Regions from separate parts of the Mus musculus genome. Here all the other regions are linked to region 1. A link is a contact called in public Hi-C and HiChIP or PLAC-seq data. All regions are on one chromosome and are shown on one strand. Each heading gives the region's core, a stretch centred on a gene start, on an enhancer-like site or on the middle of the called end of the contact. The rest is flanking DNA. Distances are from core to core; before and after follow the strand shown.

Region 1 (3,957 bases), core at 1,074-3,573:
ATCTGCCTGACTTTTTTTTTCCGAGACAGGGTTTCTCTGTGCAGCTCTGGCTGTCCTGGAACTCACTCTGTAGACCAGGCTGGCCTCGAACTTAGGAATCTGCCTGCCTCTGCCTCCCAAGAGCTGGGATTAAAGGTGTGTGCCACCACGCCTGGCAAATGTACTTGCTGTCTTTTTTCTTTCTTTCCTTTTTTAAAAGATTTATTTATACGTAAGTACACTGTAGCTGTCCCAGAAGAGAGCGTCAGACCCCATTATGGGTGGTTGTGAGCCACCATGTGGGTGCTGGGATTTGAACTCAGGACCTTTGGAAGAGCAGTCAGTGCTTTTATCTGCTGAGCCATCTCACCAGCCCTGCCTGACTTTTGAGTGCTGGGAGTAAAGGCAAACACCACAACACACAGAGCAAACAATATTTTCAAAAGTTATTAAAGGAAACCTCCTTGGATTAGCTCCATAAATATTACATACCATAGCTGCACCAACAGCAATTCCAGCAAAGCCCATCTGTAAAGCAAACACCAGCCTAAGAAAAAGTCCATAGAAATTAAAATTGAATACTTGACCAGCCCCCCCAAAGCTTGTCCAGAGAGTGCACCTCTGAGATGGGGGTGTCGATGATCCTCTTGTCACCGTATTTCTTCCACAGGCCTCTGCTAACCTACAATTAAGATTTAACCACATCACTTCCAAGTGGTTGTCAGGGCAAATGGCTACTTTTAAATTTTACATAAAGTTTATCTATTTCAGTTACCTTGTATGCACCGTCATACTGGGCAACTTCTTCCCCAAGCAGAAAAACTTTTTCATCTCTTTCTAGTTCTTCATCCATACCTTGATTAATAGCTTCACGAACTGTCAACTGTCACAAGTATATAAACAGAAAACATGCTACAGGATTATTCAGGAGACTATGGAAACCCCCTTCCTTATACTTACCTACACTGCCCACAACATAACACATAAATTTAACACTCATGCAGGCAGCCCACATTCCAAGAATCTGAGGAGGCAAGGTGGCCAAGCCTGCTGAGTTTCATCTCCAGTTTCCTACATGGCGGAAGGAGGAAACGGATCCCCTGCACATTGACCACAATGTGCATGCTCACACACATAGAACGTAACAAGTACCACTTATGCCAACTAATCTTCACTAGGCGTCAGTGACAAGCTTACAGAACACTTCTGCTCTACTGCTTCATATGCACGGGCAAGAAAACTGAGCGATTGCTAAACCAGCTCCCAGGCAGTTTCCTACGGAGGAAGCATGCCAGGCTGTTTTACCAATACACTTGAAGTACTAAGACTTAGAGAACTAGCAAGGAAGGTCTAACTATGGATACTAACTACGACTAAGTATTAAGCGTTCACTAGTGCACAACACTTGACATCCACAATGCAGGTGCTGCTATGCTACTACAGTAATGTAGACTGATAAAATCCTTCTAGATATATATATGCCAAAAAAAGCATGTATCTGCAAGCCAATGTTCTCAGCACCGTAACAAATTCAAAAGATAGAAACAAACCACCCTTAAATGAATGTATAAATAAAACGTACAAAGGATATGATTCAACGTTCCAAAGGAACAAATTCTGATGAATGTATTCTACAATGTGGATGAACCTTTTTAAATAAGCCAGACACAAAAGAACAAAAGATTCAACTTATATGACGCTCTAAAACAAGAACTCAAAAAGAGCCAGAAAAGTACAATACAACAGCGGCCGAAAGAGTGTGAATTATTATCGTGTAAAGTTCTGGAAGTTGACAGTGTAGACCGTGAATTCATTCGATGCCACATTTGAACACATAAGATTTCAAAGCTACATTTTACCACAACTCCAGGGTGGGGATTAAAAGTCAGGAAAGCAGGTGGTTGTCTGTTCGACTGCCACCGGCCTCGAAGGGATGGTTACCAATATGAATGGCACCGGGCGAGGACAGAGGCAGCGCGAATCATCCGCAGGACGCGGCCGCTGTCAGGGTCCAAGATGCCACCTGGCCCTGGGGCAGACACGACCCCGATCTCTCAGGCCTGCTCCCGGGCCCCAGGGCTCCCTCCCGGCCTTGCCCGACGTCGGGACCGGTTACCTGCACCGCTGCGGGCGCCGAGCGGTGAAAACGCCTCTTCAGCAGCCCGGAAGCCTGGAAGGGAGAGAAAAAAGGGTTCAGAAAGGGCACAGGGCCTACAGTGGACGCGCTAGGGGCCGCTACCTACCTGCCGCAAGGGTCCCCGCACCAGACCAGCCACCACCGCCATCTTGCCCGTGTCCTCTACTAGCTGCCGAATGACAACACAGAAGCGCCGCAGAGCCCGTCTGACGCAGCCAATAGTAGGGCGTGACACCTTTACGTCCCACCTCTGTTCGGCAAAGCCAATAGAATGGTAACTGAGAGTCCCGTCTTCCTGAGGAAGCCAATAGCAAGGCGCTATTTCATAGGCCCCGCCCCCAGGCTTTGGCAGAGCGCGCCCTCTGGGCCCCGCCTCTGCATGCGTAGCCAACGGCTAGTTTCGACGCCTGCGAGCCCCGCCCACCTAGCGAGTCGCGGTCCAGCAGAGGTGACGTGAGGCTGCTGTTCCTCTCTGACCCGGTGCACTGGAGATAACTTTGCAGACCGCTTGCAGAGGCTGTCATGCACCTAACACGCCCTACACTCAGACTTGACTGCTGACTGCTCACGTGCTGGGACTGAGTCAGTGCAGCCTGATCCGACCGAGGCTGCTAGGACCGTAAAGCCACCCCTTTGCGGGCACTGAAGGACTTTGAGCAACGTGTGAATCTTGCACACACAACAGTGGAGGGTGAACCTACCATTATATGAAGGGCGCTGTAAATTGAATGTGAACAATAGCTTTCATGTAGGCACTAAGCGTCCACTGTGTGCCAAGTACTGTGATGTGTGCTTGATAAGTGCTTTTAGGTGGTTTCTGTTTGTATTATCTCCATCCAGGCGAGAAGAGGTGAGGAGGTTGTTCTGATCTTGCTGAATTTAGATGGCATACCGGGACTGGAGAAGCCTGAAACATAGCTTTAGCAGGACAAGAGACAGTTGAGAATAGATACTTAGATGTGGCCTTTATATTCTGCATTCAGTCTCATCGACTGTAAAAGGACACTGAGGTATGGGATCACCTCCTTCCAAACCTCCCTCATTGCTGCCATCAGGTGGTCACCATGTGAGATATATCAAATATGAGTCTTTCTTTTTTTTTTTTTTTTTTTTTAAGATTTATTTATTATTATATGTAAGTACACTGTAGCTGTCTTCAGATATACCAGAAGAGGGCATCAGATCTCGTTACGGATGGTTATGAGCCACCATGTGGTTGCTGGGATTTGAACTCTGGACCTTTGGAAGAGCAGTCGGGTGCTCTTACCCACTGAGCCATCTCACCAGCCCCAATATGAGTCTTTCTATCAAAAATTATATAAACTTGTGTTTGGGACAAGGACTTCAAATCCCCTCTCCTGCCTTGAAAAACTTTAATGTAAGTGGTTTTGGTTTTTGTTTTTCCTCACAAGGAAGTGTTTTTATGTGTAGTCCTGGGTGTCTTGGAACTCTCTCTGTAGACTAGGCTGGCCTTGAATTTACAGAGATCCACCTGCTACTGCCTTCTGAGTGCTGGGATTAAAGGTTTATGCTACCACCAACCAGTCCATAGTTTTTCTTCTTACCACTATTTTTCTATGGCTTAAATGTTCCAAATTCTATTTACTAGCAACTTAAATATTGCATTCACTACATTGGCTTTAGTGTTCTCATCTATTCAAACTATGAAGTTTGCTTACATCAGAGTCCCCTAACTTCAGAGTATATGTGAACAAAGACACTCTTTCATGTAACCAAAGGACATTCTGGAAATTGATGTAGACCAGGCTGGCTTTGAACTCAGAGATCTGTCTGCCTCTGCCTCCTACTAGTGCTGGGATTAAAGGAATGGACCACCACAC
Region 2 (3,957 bases), core at 518-3,017, 61 kb before region 1:
CAGGTGTGTGGCACATGAGAGTGATGTCTTAGGATTTTGTGTTTTTGCTACTGTTTGCTGTTGGGGTATAAGGTTCTGTGAGGTGGATAGAGAAGACATGAATCAGTGAAATTAGGTCCTTGACATGATAGGAGAAGGAAGGAAAAGTGGGAGGAACATTGGGATGGTTTGTATATTCTTGGACCAGGGAGTGGCACCATCTGGAGGTGTGGCCTTGTTGGAATAGGTGTGACTTGTTTGGAATAGGTGTATCACTGTGGGTGTGAGCTTAAGACTCTCACCCCAGTTGCCTGGAAGTCAGTCTTCCACTAGCCACCTTTGGATGAAGACATAGAACTCTCAGCTCTGCCTGCGCCATGACAGCCTGGATGCTGCCATGTTCACGCCTTGATGATAACAGACTGAACCTCTGAACCTGTAAGCCAGCCCCAATTAAATGTTGTTTTTTATAAGACTTGCCTTGGTCATGGTGTCTGTTCACAGCAGTAAAACCCTAACTGAGACAAACATATTGAAGGAAAAGTTGATCAGGTGACAGACGGGTAGGAACAGGTGCACCAGAGCGATGACTAGGGAAATTGAGTGACATTGGGGCCAGAGGGGGGTCTTTACTTCTACCCTTTGAGTGACACTGAAATGAGTGTGGTGACTGTAGTACAGTTGATCTTGTCATTAGCAAACCATGAAGTACTTCACGTTAATCATTGATGTCTTTCTTCTCTTTCCTTTCCCCCTCTTCCTTTTCTCCTTAATTCCTGTTAGGTTGAACTTGTTGAAACATAATTTACATGCAATAAAATATATGTCATATATTTTATAATATAATATTATCAGTCTGCTTCCCCCTCCCTCTCAGAGAGATGGTCTCATTACATTGAGCTTGACCTTGAATTTCTGGGCTCAAATGATCATTTGCCTCCTCTCAAGTTTCTGGAAAGACAGGCAGGCACATGCCACCAGGCTCGGCCCCAAGGTTCTTTAAATGGCTGACTGGTATTCCACCAAGTGTATATAAACAGTTCATTATCTTCACATCAGCAGTTGGTAGCTTCCAGTTGGGTATATTAAGAGTAGAGCTGCCGTGAGCACTTGGGTAAAGTCATTGTGAACATTCATTTTCGTTCCTTCTGAATAAATACCTAGGGATGACATTGATTTAGTCTTCTTAGGGATGCTAAGTATATATTTTACTTTATGACACGTCATGTTTTTCTAGTTGTTTTTCTTTTTTTCATTTGATCCTTAAAACTATCAGGGTTGAGTTTCACTGGTGTCCATTTTCACTTGGAGAAAATGGAGTACAGATAGAATAGTCGTTATAAACCTCAGGGCTCAGAGTGGCAGAATGGCTACTCCTTGAACCTTGAGTGATCTGTTATCAGACCTGCAGAATGAGCTGTCTGATGGCTGCTCTGACCCAGATGCCAGCAATTTTAAGGTACCCCTGTGAACCCAGACTGAGTCAGTGATTTGGGTGGCCAGTTTTTTCAGTTTTCTCCGTGGCCACTTGGGCATGGAGCTAATTTATCACGCATGCTAGCGGCTGAGAGCAGCACCAGCCCGTAAAGACATAGCATGAGGGCATATGTAATTTTGCAATTTCCAGTGGCTACATTAACAGCAGTGGCAAGAGGACTGCTGAGATGGCCGGCTGGGTAAAAACACTACTTGTGCAGACCTGATGACCTGAGTCAGCCTGTGTCATTCAGTCACCATGCAGCTACGTGCAGGCCATATCCTCCTGACCTGATAGGCTGGTTCTGCTTACCCAGCTGACCTGAATGTGCCGAAAGGAACCTGCACAATGCGGAAGTGTGTGCCTAACTAAGGTCATGGAATGTAGGAGCGGCCTTGTCCTTGGGTCTGTCTTAGAGGCCAACTTCCCGGTCACTCTCACTAAGAGCTCAGGGACTATGTCTAAGGTACTAACTCTCTGAACTCTGGCCTTTAGTTGGGACTTGGAATAAACTGAATGGTCTTAGAGAGAGCTTGTGCCCTTTGAGAAAGCTATGACAGCATAGTGTGTAACGTCATGGTGACACACACAGCTGTTATGAACTAGAGTCCATGTGTTAGGACACCGTCATGTTCTCACTGGGTTGAAGAGACTTTGGTGTCCTCATCTCTCCGTCTTGGTAAGAACCATTATTAAAACCAGGAAGTGATATTGTAGCCGCTTAACTTCACTCAGAATTTCCAGATCCTCACGCAACCCCTAGCTGGTCTTGAATCTCTGAAGTTGACCTTGATCCTCTGACTCTCCTCCCCGTCTGTCCCGAGTGCTGTCAGGAGGGTGTGTGTCACCGTGCTGCTGTTAACGAGGTGCTGGAGAGTCAAGCTTCTAAGATGCACCTCAGCAGCCTTCCCACACCTATTTCATCAGTTTTCATGCAGATAGAAATTTTAATTTACTTTTTTTTTCAGGTTATGTTTTTTATTCTCCCCAGAACAATTACAATGCCAATGTGTGGCTGGGTGGTGGTACAGGCCTTTGATTCCAGCACTTGGGAAGTAGAGGCAGGCCTGGTCTACAAAGTGAATTCCAAAACAGCCCAGGCTGTTACCCAGAAAAACCCTTTCTTGAAAGACTAACCCAGCCAACCAACCAAAAAAACCCACCAGTGGGTGATGACAGGATGGTCCCTTATCAAATGAAAAGAGGGATCAACTCTATTTGTTATTGATAATCAGATGTGGCATCTCAGTCCTTTCCTCTCAGAAGTCTTGCTTAAAGCTGTGCAGTTTAAATGATAAGTGTAGCCTCCAATGTGTTGTGTTTTCTCTCAGTGCTGGGATTGAACAAAGTGCCTCCAGCTCTCTAGCCTCCAGCTGGGCAAGTATTCTACTGCTGTGCAATGAATGCCCCAGCCTACAAACCAACTTACTTCTTTATTTTTTGTTTTGTTTTGTTTTTCGAGACAGGGTTTCTCTGTGTAGCCCTGGCTGTCCTCGAACTCAGAAATCCGCCAACTTACTTCTTAAAAACTGGTTTTGGGGCCAATGAGATCGCTCAACAGGTAAATGTGCTTACAACCTGACTTACAACCTGAACAAAATCCCTGAGGTCCACATGGTCAGGGAAAGCCAACTCCAACTCTACAGGGTCATATTCTCTCTCTCTCTCTCTCTCTCTCTCTCTCTCTCTCTCTCACACACACACACACACACACACACACAGAGTAAATCACAGAGTAAATAAATGTTTTAAAAGTTGGTTTTCAGCAGGGCAGTGTTGGCACATGCCTTTAATCCCAGCACTTGGGTGGCAGAGGCAGGTGGATTTCTGAGTTTGAGGCCAGCCTGGTCTACAGAGTGAGTTCCAGGACAGCCAGGGCTACACAGAGAAACCCTGTCTCGAAAAAACAAAAACAAAAACCTTGATTTTCCTTATTATAAAATTTACGTATGTTAATTGACCATGACATTGTAGTGTGGTAAAGTGGGGAGGAATAGGAGTCGTAGGGCTAGAGTGACAGAAGTTGGACTTGTTATCCCTGCTGAGGAGAATGGCTGCTGCTGTTCTCTTTTTGACCCAGGCACTGCTATGCCGTAAAGACTGCAGACACTTTGAGAACTCGGAACCTGACCATCCTAGTGGCACCTCTGACAGCGCTCTCATTTAGTATTCGACATAGCTGCACTGGAAAGATAGGATTGTGTAGAGGGGTAAACTGAGGCTCAGAAAAATTATCCTGGTAAACTAGAAGGTACCAGTTGGGCCTTGAGTCAGGGTGTCTGTTGTCGCTACCCTGTGTCCTGACGCCAGTGGCATAAAGGAGAGGGACACTTCAGCCCTCTGCAGTCCCTGGGTCAGACACACAGAGAAACTGGCCCTCCAGCAGGTCAGTTCATCTGCTTAATGCTCTGTCCTAGCTGTGTGACAGGTGGTACCCCATGGCCAGTGCATCTGTTTCTACAGTTTTGAGGCACACAAATAACTGGACAAATAAGTGAAAG
Region 3 (3,957 bases), core at 430-2,929, 33 kb before region 1:
AGAGACATGCATTGCTTGGACTAATGGACAGTCCTAATTTAAGGCCTTGGTTGGAAGAACCCACACTGATAGACTTACTTCGTACAGAGTGTCTCAGTAAAGACTGGAGTTTGGCCTATGGCTGGGTTAGTGTTAATTACCTGTTTTCCATACACCAGAATTAATTGCTTTATGGAGTGGCTTGTCCATCGCATTCACCTTTGAATTCATCTTGTTAAAGCAATAAGGCCATGATTTAATGAGGTGTGATCTACATCCAAGAAAAATGCTATGGTCTCGAGTTTGAGTGGTTGTATGATAGGCATTCAAGAACCCAGATTTTTGTTGCTGTTATTTGCAGTAATTGAGTTTGAATCAAGAGCTTTGTATATGCTAGGCAGATGCTCCACCACTGAACTATGCCCCCACCTGTCATTTATCTTTTATTTTAAGATAGGGTTGCACCAAGTTCCCCAGGTTGTCATTGAGCTAACTCTGTGACCCAGGCTGGCCTTGGACTTTTGATCTTCCTGCCCCTGTCTCATAACTCTGGTATTATAGGTTTGAACCACCAGGCACAGTTAGCACCCAGATTTAAAATTACTCATAATGAATGTTTAAAAAAAAAAGACAAGAACAAGAAAGAAGGAGCTGGAGAGACGGCTCAGAGGCTAGGACGCTTGTTCTTGCAGGATACCTGGGTTTGATTTTGAGCATCTACATGGTAGTTCACAGCAATCCGTAATTCCAGTTGTCACGCTTTGCCACTGTCCCCCGTGGGCAGCGGATACATATATAATGTGCATATATACCTGTAGGAAAAATACTCATACTTTATAAAATAAATAAATCCAAAAAAATTAAAACAAAAACAAAACCAACAGCAGTGCTACTGTACCAGTATTGGAGGCAGAGGTAGGGGGGTTACAAAATCAAGACCAACCTGGACAACATAGTGAGACTTTGCCTCAAATAACAAAAACAGCCCCACCCCCATATCCCAACATAGTGCATATAAGAAATACACATTAAGCCAGATGGTAGTGGTGCACTCTTTTAATTCCAGCACCAGGGAAGCCAAGGTAGGGTCTCAGAGTTTCAGGCCAGCCTCATCTACAGAGCAAGTACCAGGACAGCGAAGGCCTACACAGAGAAACCCTGTCTTGGAAAAAAAATATCAGTAAAACAACAACAAAGATATGCACCTTAGCTGGGCTTGGTGGCTCAGTCCTCAAGCAACTCCTTCTAGGTAATGGATTCACATTGGCCCGTTTGCACGTCAGATCTCAGACATATTTTGAATATGTCCTGGTGATAATCCAAGTAAGCTCTTGGATTAGGACTGTGCATTAGAATAAGTAATGAACGTTTCCCCAGGCCAGCGAGTTAGCCTGACAAAGGCAGCTCAGACAGCAAAGGGCTCTTTGTCATTCGCCCGCTCAGGTTACCTAGAGCCTGAGCAGTCAGTCAGGCTTCTTGTCCATGTAACCAAAGTTCCAGGTTTTAGGAGCACATTAAGTCTTTAAAGAATTTGTCTACCTACCTTGCTGGCTGGCATTTGGGTCCCAGCTGCGGAAGACACTGAATCCGCCGCATACTGCAGACTTGTGTAGGAAGTCAGGGAAGTCCACGCTTTGCCTTCCATACCAAAGCACGCTGCTCATGCAGCTCCCAAGTGGATATGCTCCCTGCCTTGGCATCCAAGCAGCAGTGTGGAGTAAGCGGCAAAGCTGTGAGCAGAGACACACTTGGCCTGCTCTCCCACGTAGCTGCTCTGACTGCTGAGCGACTGTTGATTGAGTTCTTTATTGGCTCTTAATTAAAACTCAGCCCTTTTCTTCTCTGCCACCGCGGTTTTGCCTGAAATCTGGATGCACAGAGCAGAGTGAGGGGGCTTTCAGAGACCTCTCATGAGGGGCTTAGCCAAGCAAGGCCTCAGGTGTGGAGCTTGCCCCTCCTTCTTGTCACTTCTCCCCTCCTCCCATCCGAGGGAGAGGAGCTAGTGGATCCTCTAGTCACTTAAAAGTAGCCTGAGTTCAGGAAGTGGCACATCTGCATAAAACTAAACCAGCCACGGGTGCTTGCCTCTCCGGAAAGAGAACATGAATCTAAAAGGCCCTAGATTCTGGTGTAAAGTAACCTGAATTTCTTCTTTTGTTTTGGCAGCACCCTTACATCTATCGGGTCACCTTTGCCACGGCTAGCGAGTCCTCCGCATTGCTGATTAGAGCCTTTAATGAGAAGGGAACTTTGAAGGATCTGATCTACAAGGTACCACTTATAAATCAAGCTGGTCAAGCTTATAGATTTCTTCAGTCCCTTTAGAATCCGTTTTGATGCTTGATATATAAATTTCCAAAAGTTAGGCCCCATGAAATTTTAAAAAATAATTTTCCTCAAGATTATAATTAAGTCGTTTCCCCCCTTAAGCCCCATGAACTTTAATTTTTACATTTTAAGCATAGCATGGTGAGATCCCATGTTCTTGGGAGACTGGCCAGGAGGCTTATGAATTTCAGTCTAACCTGGGTCACATAGTCCCTATCGCAAAAACAAACGGACACAATTAGATCTGATTCGGAAAGACTAGTTTGCTTGAATAGCATGTCTTTCCCATGAGCAGAAGTGGGTGTCTGTCTATTACATGGTAGGCTGCTCTGATGGTGAGTTTGCAAGTTTATACTTTGCATGGAGCAGAGCAGTCCTGGGAAATTCCTACAGTAGGCAAGACTCGGGGATGGCCTAGGGTGAGATGCAGTGTGTCGTCCCTTGGGTACAGGAGAACTAGAGCTCAGACCAGGCTCTTTACCTCAGCTGCAGACTATTGGGTTAACAGCACCAGACCCCATATCCTGTGTGCTGGGGCCCCTGGCTGACTCCTCCTAGAGTCTTTCCTAGCTTTTCAGGAAGCCTGTGGTAAACATTGCCTCCTCTAGCTCTTTATGCATGGTTGATTCTTTTCTAAAGGCAAAACCAAAGGACCCCTTCCTAAAGAAATACTGCAACCCTAAGAAAACCCAGGGCCTTGAACTCCAGCAAATAAAAACATATGGGCGGCAGATATTAGAGGTAAGAGATTTTTGATTTTACTTAAGTTGTTGTTTTAGTTCAGGTGTTATTTCTGTGAAGAGACACTATGACCATAGCAATTCATATAAAGGAAAACATTTAATTTGGGGCTGGCTTACAGTTTGAACAGCTTAGTTCTTTATCAGCACGGCAGGAAACATGATGGCATACAGGTAGACATGGTGCTAGAGAGGGACTGTCCTTACTTGGTGTAGCTTGAGCATATGAGACCTCAGAGCCCATCCCCACATTTCTGCAACAAGGCCACACCTCCTATTCAGACAACCACAGCTGCACTCATATTTCACCAAGAATTACAATTTTAAAAAAGATTTATTTTATTGTGTGTATGTGTCTGCTATATGTGTTGGGGCTGCTGCAGAAGCCAGAAGAAGGTGACAGATTCCCTCACGCTAGAGTGACAGGTGGTTGTGAGCTATCCAGTACGGTTATCAGGAGCCAGACTTAGGCCTTTTAGAAGAACAAGTGACCTTTTTCTGTAGCCTCCTAGAATGACAAATTTCTTAATGGGAAAGTTCTTTTGTACTTTCCAAAATCAGAGACATTGTCGTATTATCTATAGCTTGATATATACTGATATAACTTGATATATTATACTGGATATCATTGCTATATTTTCCCCCAACAAACAAATATTTGATATAAAGGTGACAGTAATTTAGATCTATAAAATTCCAAAAGTTTGGCTGTTAGGTCATCTTTTGGGTTATTTGGCTGATCTTTATCTCTGTGCCAAGATTTGTTTGTAAGCTTCAGTTTCATTGTCTGAATGTGGAGATATAAGCCATGCGGTGTGAGGTCCCTTTACTTAGGGTCCAGGGACTGAACTCGGGCCATCAGGCTTCGATGACAAACATTGCCAGCTACTGATCTGCTGGGACATCTATA

The links. A called contact is a pair of places that touch in the nucleus more often than the background predicts. HiChIP or PLAC-seq counts read pairs in DNA pulled down with a chosen protein or histone mark.
Region 2: a Hi-C map of colorectal tumor organoids shows a contact between it and region 1, with 5 times the contacts expected there. The contact joins the enhancer-like site here to the promoter of Pdhb in region 1. A contact is called at or near these places in 10 of 39 promoter capture datasets (the C10 cell line, the HPC-7 cell line, cranial neural crest and 7 more), 9 of 484 Hi-C or Micro-C datasets (arterial endothelial cells, colorectal tumor organoids, dorsal root ganglion neurons and 5 more), 11 of 115 datasets of contacts at active chromatin or transcription factors (the 230-238 cell line, the HPC-7 cell line, the SCID.adh cell line and 6 more) and 3 of 9 other capture datasets (adipose tissue, liver and pancreatic islet).
Region 3: an H3K27ac HiChIP or PLAC-seq map of embryonic stem cells shows a contact between it and region 1, with 44 read pairs. The contact joins the enhancer-like site here to the promoter of Pdhb in region 1. A contact is called at or near these places in 6 of 39 promoter capture datasets (the C10 cell line, the HPC-7 cell line, cranial neural crest and 3 more), 3 of 484 Hi-C or Micro-C datasets (embryonic fibroblasts, macrophages and uterus), 6 of 115 datasets of contacts at active chromatin or transcription factors (the 230-238 cell line, the HPC-7 cell line, the SCID.adh cell line and 1 more) and 3 of 9 other capture datasets (adipose tissue, liver and pancreatic islet).

What each region holds. Positions count from the first base shown.
Region 1 is chr14:8,170,669-8,174,625 of GRCm38.p6, forward strand. Pdhb (pyruvate dehydrogenase (lipoamide) beta) reads right to left here and starts at 2,324. Exons shown (of 10, transcript NM_024221.3): 1 at 2,223-2,324; 2 at 2,096-2,149; 3 at 755-862; 4 at 599-661; 5 at 472-507. The coding sequence starts at 2,264.
Region 2 is chr14:8,109,969-8,113,925 of GRCm38.p6, forward strand. The region is part of intron 1 of Pxk (PX domain containing serine/threonine kinase); the gene reads left to right. Among named protein-coding and RNA genes, the nearest start is that of Pxk, 14 kb to the left of the region's middle. Within about 2 kb of position 1,768, at least 32 of the 459 cell types and tissues checked have an H3K27ac peak or open chromatin away from gene starts, as enhancers often do. A contact at or near this core is called in colorectal tumor organoids, trophoblast stem cells and uterus, where this site is marked.
Region 3 is chr14:8,138,497-8,142,453 of GRCm38.p6, forward strand. It overlaps Pxk (PX domain containing serine/threonine kinase), which reads left to right. Exons shown (of 18, transcript NM_145458.4): 8 at 2,146-2,250; 9 at 2,947-3,048. Among named protein-coding and RNA genes, the nearest start is that of Pdhb, 33 kb to the right of the region's middle. Within about 2 kb of position 1,680, at least 29 of the 459 cell types and tissues checked have an H3K27ac peak or open chromatin away from gene starts, as enhancers often do. A contact at or near this core is called in the HPC-7 cell line and embryonic stem cells, where this site is marked.